Linked DNA regions of Mus musculus: regions 1 and 2 are each linked to region 3. The links are chromatin contacts, called in public HiChIP or PLAC-seq and Micro-C maps. All regions are on one chromosome and are shown on one strand. Each heading gives the region's core, a stretch centred on a gene start, on an enhancer-like site or on the middle of the called end of the contact. The rest is flanking DNA. Distances are from core to core; before and after follow the strand shown.

Evidence for each region. A called contact is a pair of places that touch in the nucleus more often than the background predicts. HiChIP or PLAC-seq counts read pairs in DNA pulled down with a chosen protein or histone mark.
Region 1: an H3K4me3 HiChIP or PLAC-seq map of forebrain shows a contact between it and region 3, with 10 times the contacts expected there. The contact joins the enhancer-like site here to the promoter of Ngef in region 3. A contact is called at or near these places in 5 of 39 promoter capture datasets (the C10 cell line, cranial neural crest, embryonic stem cells and 2 more), 1 of 484 Hi-C or Micro-C datasets (bone marrow-derived macrophages), 8 of 115 datasets of contacts at active chromatin or transcription factors (craniofacial prominence, embryonic basal ganglia, embryonic forebrain and 5 more) and 4 of 9 other capture datasets (adipose tissue, embryonic stem cells, liver and 1 more).
Region 2: a contact with region 3 is called in a Micro-C map of embryonic stem cells, with 2.9 times the contacts expected there. The contact joins the promoter of Efhd1 here to the promoter of Ngef in region 3. A contact is called at or near these places in 1 of 39 promoter capture datasets (neural stem cells), 3 of 484 Hi-C or Micro-C datasets (embryonic stem cells and myeloid progenitors), 3 of 115 datasets of contacts at active chromatin or transcription factors (embryonic stem cells and pancreatic cancer cells) and 2 of 9 other capture datasets (embryonic stem cells and liver).

The regions. Positions count from the first base shown.
Region 1 is chr1:87,708,393-87,711,092 of GRCm38.p6, reverse strand. Inpp5d (inositol polyphosphate-5-phosphatase D) reads right to left here. Exons shown (of 27, transcript NM_010566.3): 21 at 1,393-1,475; 22 at 1-28. All of the region lies in intron 3 of Gm33470 (a long non-coding RNA gene), which reads left to right. Among named protein-coding and RNA genes, the nearest start is that of Gm33470, 15 kb to the left of the region's middle. Within about 2 kb of position 1,337, at least 36 of the 459 cell types and tissues checked have an H3K27ac peak or open chromatin away from gene starts, as enhancers often do. A contact at or near this core is called in embryonic forebrain and forebrain, where this site is marked.
Region 2 is chr1:87,262,939-87,265,638 of GRCm38.p6, reverse strand. It overlaps Efhd1 (EF hand domain containing 1), which reads right to left and starts at 1,286. Exons shown (of 4, transcript NM_028889.3): 1 at 885-1,286. The coding sequence starts at 1,189.
Region 3 is chr1:87,508,925-87,511,624 of GRCm38.p6, reverse strand. It overlaps Ngef (neuronal guanine nucleotide exchange factor), which reads left to right and starts at 1,263. Exons shown (of 13, transcript NM_019867.2): 1 at 1,263-1,532; 2 at 2,238-2,380. The coding sequence starts at 1,426.

The DNA.
Region 1 (2,700 bases), core at 88-2,587, 200 kb before region 3:
ACTCGGGGTCAGAGATAATGGGCTTTAGCTGCAGAGGAGACACCAGATTAGAGTCCACAGGTGAGGGCAGGTCAGGACAGGTAAATGGGGGTCAGCAGTCTTGGTGTTTGCATGCATCAGGAGAGCTGGAGAGAGGCTTAGTGGTTAAGAGCACTGGCTGCTCTTCCAGAGGTCCTGCATTCAATTCCCAGCAACCACATGGTGGCTCACAACCATCTGTAATGGAACCTAATACCCTCTTCTGGCATGCAGATGTACATGCAGATAGAGCACTCATTCATAAAATAAATAAATACATAGTAAAACGGAACTGAATATGTTCTTTTAAGCAAACTCAGGTCTTGGCTCTTCATGCCCAAGAGAGCAGGTGGACCCCATTGCTCAGCCAAGTGAGAGATAGTTTTCTTCCCTGCCCCACCCCATTTCCTAAACTGGGTTGAGTTGAGCTTCCAGGTCCCTGGTCCATTGCCTCCATTCTTCCTTCCATTCTTTGCATATCCCAGAGGCCAAGGGAAGGTCTAGCAGCCAGGTCTGAAATGAGACTTGCAGTACCATCCCTCTCCTCATACCCCTCCAAGGTCTATGGCTGCATTAGAGAAGACACCATAGGCCTGCTCCCTGTCTGAGTAAATGTGTCACAAACCTCCAGTTGGGCTTGAAATATTCTGTGGTTTGCTAGAGATGTGGCTTGGTGAGTGACAGACTCCTGGATGTCAGCACTGCCCTCAACTTCCTGCTGCTAAAAAGTGTTCAGGGAAATCAGGGACATAGCTCAATGGTTGGGTGCTTGCTTAGTGCTTGCAGGAGCCTCGATTCAATCTCAAGTGCTGCGAACACTAAGTAGGTAATAACCAAAGGGGAGTAGGCACAGCAGGGCTGAAAACCACTTAGGAATATTGAGGTCATCCATCCATGATGAAAAGCATACCCTAAGTCCCTTGACTACAGTGTCTAAGCTGGTCTCTATGGCTTTGGTCTGGGATGGCTACAGTCTGGATGAACCTGCTGTAGCTGTACTCTGGGCAGACCAGCTACAGCTGTACACTAGCCTACAGAGCTGCAGCTGCACACTAACCTGCACTGCTGCAGCTGCATATTCGCTTGCACTGTTGCAGCTGCCCACTAACCTGCACTGCTGCACACCAACTTGCACTGCTGCAGCTGTCCACCAACCTGCACTGCTGCCCACTAGCCTGCACTACTGCAGCTGCACACTCGCCTGCACTGCTGTAGCTGCACACTCGCCTGCACTGCTGCAGCTGAATACTCACCTGCACTGCTGCAGCTGAATACTCGCCTGCACTGCTGTAGCTGCACACTAGCCTGCAGTGCTGCGTACTAACCTGCACTGCTGCAGCCCTCTGCCCCAGGCACATTTTCTTCCTGGATTACCTTGGGAAGAGTCTCTCCAAACCGTACCACCAGCTCTCCTTCACTTCCCTCTTCATTCTCTCCTTCCTGACTCTTGACAAAACCTGTTAGAGAAGAAGAAGCTGGGTTTGCAGACCACAGAGTGAGAACCAGGCAGAAAAGTCTCCAAGGGGTCGCCTTCCTCGACCACGGAGGACTGTCTTTCCCTTCTCATGTCTCTGAGGCCTCCAAACCAATTAGGAGTCAGGCTTTCTGGGGATTCTGTTTTTGTTTGAAGGATGGTCATTTGCCAACACAGTCTAATTATTTTTAGGAAAAATCAAAGAGATTTCCCCCTCCTTTTTGACTCCTCTTTGCAACATCCCAGGCAACAAAGAAGTCATCACACCGCAGGCAGGAAGACTGGGAAGCATGACAGCTCGTCCCACTTCCCACGACACTCAAGATAGCAGCCTTTTGAAATTCTAATTTAAGCCTCCTAATATGCTGTTTCCATAGAAATCTATGCAAATGTCTCGATAGTTTATTAAAAACACCCGCACAAAGCCCCTCATTCCAGTTGGAACTGTTTTGACCCTGGCTGCTGAGCTGGGGCTTCAGGATGTTGTGGTGAAGGTGGCATAATCCCAGGAAGGTTCGGGATGCATTGAAGGAAGGTGCAAAAAGGTGTGAGGGGGTAGAAGGCTGGTAGCTCTCCTGGGCTCTACAAGCAGACAGTCTGTGCCTCTGTTTGCAAGGTTGGTTCCTATCCTTCCCCATCACTCTTTGAACCATCTCAGGAAGACTTAGAAAGCATATAGTTTTCTTGCATAGGAGTCTCAGACAGTATGTCTGGAGATGTTCTATAGAAAGGATCTTTCATAAGCATGGTGAGTGCTCAACGTTGCCACCTGAAATGGGCTGTCTATCTTTACCTTGCTCCCAGTCACAGTGAGCCCCACAACACAAGAGCCACAATATGGAAAGGGCAAGGGGAGGGCCAGGGCAACAGCAAGCAGGCAGTAGCAGCTATTTAGGCCCTGTTAGATCTTCAGCATTCTGGAGCTTTGCCCAGGGCTTTCACTGAGCAAGAAGAACCCAGCTTGGTGGAAACTCAAACCCAGCTTAATGGAAACTCAAACCCAGCTTGGTGGAAACTCAAATGGATTCTGCCTAGAGAATGTTGATGGACAAGTCAGGGACAGGGGGGACCTAGGGGACAGGGACATGGACACCAGTGGCTGCCTCTATCTCTAGGGCTGAGGCAGTAGAAGAACAAACCACAGGGGTGGGGAAAGGGCCACATAGCCACTGGGTAGCCCCATAGGTACCCCACCTTTGCTGAACCCA
Region 2 (2,700 bases), core at 37-2,536, 250 kb after region 3:
AGATTACCTCTGCTTCCCAAAACCAAATGTTGGGATTAGACGAGAATGTCACCACATCTCGCTTAGAAAGAAAAGTAACGGGGGAGGGAGGGGAAAAAGCAGCAAGAGTCATTACTGCTTTCCCTCTTCAAGTGGGGAAATGAGGCCAAAGAGACCTCTCACGTGACAGGCCACCTACTGGGTCTTTGCATGACCTCCTCTTCTGAGGGGTGATGAGGCTCCAGCAGCACCCTAGTGACTAGTGGCAGGCACCAGTTCCCAGCCAGAGGCATCTGCCATTCACCGGTTAGAAGAGTAACTGACTAGGCGACGCTCCCAGGAGGCTCCTGCGCCAGCCACTCCCCCCACCCCTCACCCCCCGCCCGCCCGCACTGGTCTAGGGACGCCTATGTGTCTTTCGAGTTTAAAGCAACCTTGTTCTCAGCCTTCCTTCATTTCTCGCATCCCTTACTGAAGACGTGTGTCAACTGTTTCCTTTGTTTTATAAGATAAAAGACAATCCAGCTAATTTCTCCCTTGAGGGATAAAATTAAGGCTGGCAGGTGAGGTGCGCCCCGGGCTCGCTTCCTAGAAGTTGCTCCGGGAGCAAATCTCTGGATCTGTGGGTGGAGGAGGGTGCGGGACCCGCCCTGGGGAGTAGGAGACTCAGGGAGGGGGCTTTTGAGTAGGACCCTCTGAGCTCCGCCGGGGTCAGATCCCCAGCCTGACGAGGTTCCCCATGGCGCGCAATGAACTTGATGCGCACGATCTGGCTGCACTTGGCCAGATGCTCAGTGCACTCCTGAACGCCTGCACCTCCTTCCTCACTGTCCCACTCGCTGCGCGGCCACCCCGTGCCCTGTCTCGGATCCCCCGTTCTTCGGGGGCGCAGGACGAGCGCTCACGTTTTGAACATCTTCTCCAGATCCTTCAGGAGGCGGCGGCTGAACTCCGGGAACTCGGTGTAGGGATTGAAGACCTTAGAGCGGCCCGGCCGCGCTGTACCCTGGTGGATGTCCAGCCTGCGGCTCAGCTTGAGGTTCAGTTCGGAGTCCGCGCTGGCTGTGGGCGCCCGGGCAGGCGGTTCAGGCTCCGGGTGCCCGGCTGGGGCATCGCAGGGTGCAGGCTGGGGGTCGCCCTGGTCGGTCTCTGCCCGCACCTCAAGTCTCAACCGGCGCTGCAGCTTGCAGGCCAGCTCCTCGCTGGACATGATGGCGGGTTGTGGTGATGGAACTGAGGTTCGCGATCCGGTACGGGGACAGAGAGTTGTGCGCTCTTTGCGGGCTCGTGGCTTTCTGACGCTCGGTGGAATCGCTCGGGGCCCGGCGGTTGAAAAGAACCGTGGGTAGGCGGGGCGGGCGGGGCGGAGCTGCGGCTTTAAGGAGGCGCGGGTGCAGTAGGACTATCTACTGGACAGGGGACAAGGGAGTGTCTGCGCGTCCTAGGGGTCGCGTTTGCCTAAACCTCTCATAAGCTGAGACTTGATGCTAATCCGTCCCCCAGTCCAGACATGGACCCTGAAATCAACTCTTGCTCTTGCCGCCAGAATCCGCCCTTTGGGAACTGGTGATCCCCAGGGAATTGGTTGCAAACACTGGGGAGTTAAGTCTGGCAACCGTTCAGGCAGTTCCATTCTCTTCCAAAGCGCTCCAACCAGGGAGCTCGCGGCCTAGGACCCTCTGAGATGGGAGAATTAAGCGTGCCTGGTAACACACCCACGTGTGTAGCGAGCAGTCGTCGCCCTAAGGCCCTGGAGTAGGAGATGCTCCTGGCAGTACGAAGGTGCCTTTCATATACCATTGAAATGTTTCCACAACAATCTAAAAATACTAGACATAAATAAAGTGAGAAAAATCTCCTGATTCCCGGGAAAAAAAAAGGGGGGGGGTTGTCTTGTTAAGGGACCAAATGTGGCAAGTATCTTGGCTGTATGGCTTTTTTTTTGTTTGTTTTGTTTTTTTAATGTGAGAGCCACCACTGCGGAGAGTGGGGTTAGAAAAGGCTTGAAAATAAGGCAACTTTTGAAACAGGAGATTGAAGTAAAAACAAGTAGAGCCGCCGTCATTCTCCCTAAGGAAGGATGTGGTGCAAATGAGGGTTCCCTCAGCCAAACATGGAGAAGCAGCTGTAAACACAATAGTGGCTGCACTGGGGACCAGCTTTGCTCCACTTGTTTTGGGCCACAGACTGGGGAGTGTGTGTGATGAGCCCGGTGGTGTGCACCGCTGAAAGGCATGAGTTGGTTGCCTGCACATCTTAGGGGGCCACAGGGAAAAATCAGAGCCATTGCGTGCTCTCATGAAAACGTAATTCGATTAGAATTCGAATAGCTGGGTGTTGGGGTACACGCCTATAACTCCAGCACTCAGAAGGCTTAGACAAGAGAATTCCAGGGTAGGAAGCCAGCCTGGGGTTCACAGCAAGACCCGCTGCTTCGCTGCTTCGGAACAAAGCAAACAAGAAATTAACACAAGAAATTAACGGGGGAAGGGTTAGGGGGAAGGGGGAGCTGGGGGGGGGAGCTCAGAGGGCTTAGCATAAAAGAGGCATAAAAGAGTTCAATCCCTAGCATCCACAAAGTAAAACACACCTTTTAAAAAGTGGTTCAAGAAAATAAGTCATTAAAAATAAAGGTACTTTTGGTGTGCATGGTGGCTCATATAAGCCTGTGATTCTACTTGGAAGGTTGGGGCAGGACTCCGACTCTAGCAGCTTGGACTG
Region 3 (2,700 bases), core at 14-2,513:
GACTGATGTAGACAAGCCCTCCTTCAGACTCTCTTCTGTGGTTGCTTGCTAGGCTGTGTCATATGGCAATTAAACTAACCATTGCCCCTTCCAAATAAAACAACCCTCCCTTCCCAAAGCCATCGCTGTTTCTCTTGAGTCCCAGCCGCTGTGCCTCCCACCTACTCATCCAAGAACAAGCAACACTTGAGGCTGGAGCAACAACTCAGGTGTTAAGAACACATGTTGCTCTAGCAGAGAACCCAGGTTCAGTTGCCAGCACACACATGGTGGCTCACAACCATGTAACTCCAATAATTCCATAATTCCGGTTCCAGGGATCCAACGCTCTTTTCTGATTTTGAAAGGTACCAGTCAAACACATTGGTCACATACATACATGCAGGCAAAATACTCATATACCAGAAAAACCAATAAACACAGCTGCCTCAAACCCCCAGGAACAGGTTCCTTATAACCAATGCCCACAGGTGGAGTGTGGAGGGGGCCATGCTGGGGAACACTGTGTCCCACCCTCACCCTCAGGTACCTACAGAACTGGCCACACTACTCTTGACTTGAGATATTTCTCTCCTTATCCTCTCGTTTTATCTGAGCGCTGTACTAGCTAACAAACAGTAGGGTGCAGATCTACTTGTGGGTAGGGAAATCCTACTGCAGTTTCTGGAAACTTCTCCTTAACTCCCTCCTGGCAGCGTTTGGGGGTCGCTGGGAAAGATTTGGTCCAGCAGAAAGACCCACTCAGGAAAAACGTCTGCAGTGGTGGTGGTGGTGGGGGGGTTTCACACACACACACACACACACACACACACACACACACACACACACACACACACACACCTGAGAGTCAAGAGCAAGAGTGCAGGAGAAATAACTGTTTTCTCTCCAACTGGGAGTAGAGGGCATATATTCCCAAAGCATGATCTAGGAGACTGAATTGTAATGGGCAAGGGATGGGACAGAGGGTCGCCTCGCCCTCCCCTTCAAGAAACCCGGGGCGGAGCTATGAAAAACGACCCACTGGCAAGAGGGGAGATAGGCTGAGGCAGCTCTGTTCCCTCTGTCCCCGCGTCTCCCGGCACCCGGCGGCCGCGGGGGAGGCAGGCGCTGCGCGGCTCCGGTCCATGTGGGGAGTCACCGCCCCCTGGTCCGGGTGCACCCGGCCCTAGCGCCCCCACCTCGCCGCCGCCGGCCTCGCCCCCGCCGCGCGCGCCCCGCCCGCCTCCCCCGTTGCCGTGGCAACCCCGGGAGCCTCCAGGCGCGCGCTCGTCCGCGGGAGCGCTCTACAGCAGCGGCGGCGGCAGCTCCGGCTTGAGCCGCGCGCGCTGCGACCTCACTCAGAGCCCGCGCATTGCCCCCGGCTGGGCCCTGGGCCCCCCGCGCGGCTCCCCACCAGCCCCTGAGCCTACCCGGTCGCTGGTCCCCATGGAGCTGCTGGCTGCAGCCTTCAGCGCCGCCTGCGCCGTGGACCACGACAGCTCCACCTCGGAGAGCGACACGCGCGACTCGGCGGCGGGACACCTGCCGGGCAGGTGAGGACCCGCTGTATCCCGGCCCCCGCGCAATGTCCCCACGTACTCCCTCACACTCGCTCCCTAGGCGATGATCTCGGACCCCTGCGGCCTATCCGGGTCCTCGGCCCCCGGGCTCCTGCTGCCCCCCACTAACTCTAATCCGACGGACCTTCCCCCTGGGAGAGCCGTGCGTCCTGTTCCAGGTCACTAGCACCCAGTCCCAGCGTGGGATGGCCTCCTGCACCTTGTCCCTGGACGCCCAGAGTGTGCGCGTCCCGCCCTTCGCCCCTCTCTGCGCTCCCAGTCTCTGGAACTGGAGGACAGAGCCTCGAGTGGGGCCAGGGGGCACGGGACGGCTAAGGGAGTGGGGTGGCAGCGGGCTGGCAGGACCCGTTGGGGCGGCCTTCCGCGCTGTGCAGCGGCTAGGGTACGCCAACTTTCCGACGCCTGTCCGCGAGCTCGAAAAACATGAAGGTTTGGGCGGACTGGTGTAGGAGTGAATCACCCCGTCGCGCCCTGGTATGGTGACAAAAAGGGTTTGTCGGGCTCGCCCGGTCCGGACACGTGGCGGCCACTGTGGCCCCCCTTGGCTTGGAAGCTCTTAGGGGCAGTACCCTCCAGGCAGCAGCCGCTTGTGCTGACCGACAGTCGCCTCTTGCGATCTAGCCAAGGTGTGTCGTTGCTTAAAAATAAACAGCCGTCGCTCTCCTCCTTCTCTTGCAGCGAGTCATCCTCCACCCCTGGAAATGGAACCACACCCGAGGAGTGCCCAGCCCTCACCGACAGCCCCACCACTCTCACGGAGGCCCTGCAGATGATCCATCCCATTCCCGCCGACTCCTGGAGAAACCTCATTGAACAAATAGGTGGGTCCAGGGCAGGCAGCGACTCGTTTGGACCATGAGAGCCTGGTGGCTTCCAGGGGACCCTGGCTGCTGGGCTGACTGGCATGCGGCTTTTGACATGACTAGTTCTAATGGTTTCCTAGGCAGAACTGCCGAGTTTTATTAGTGCTGCACCACTGAGCTAATTTAGCTGGGATTGTGGTGTGTTTGTGAGACTGAGTCTCACACTGCAACCCTGGCTGGCCTGGAATTTACTCAGTAGCCCAGGCTAGCCTGGACCTCACCTCCTGCCTGAGAACTTGAGTTCCAGGGTTATGAGCTTGAGACTCTATGCTGGGCTT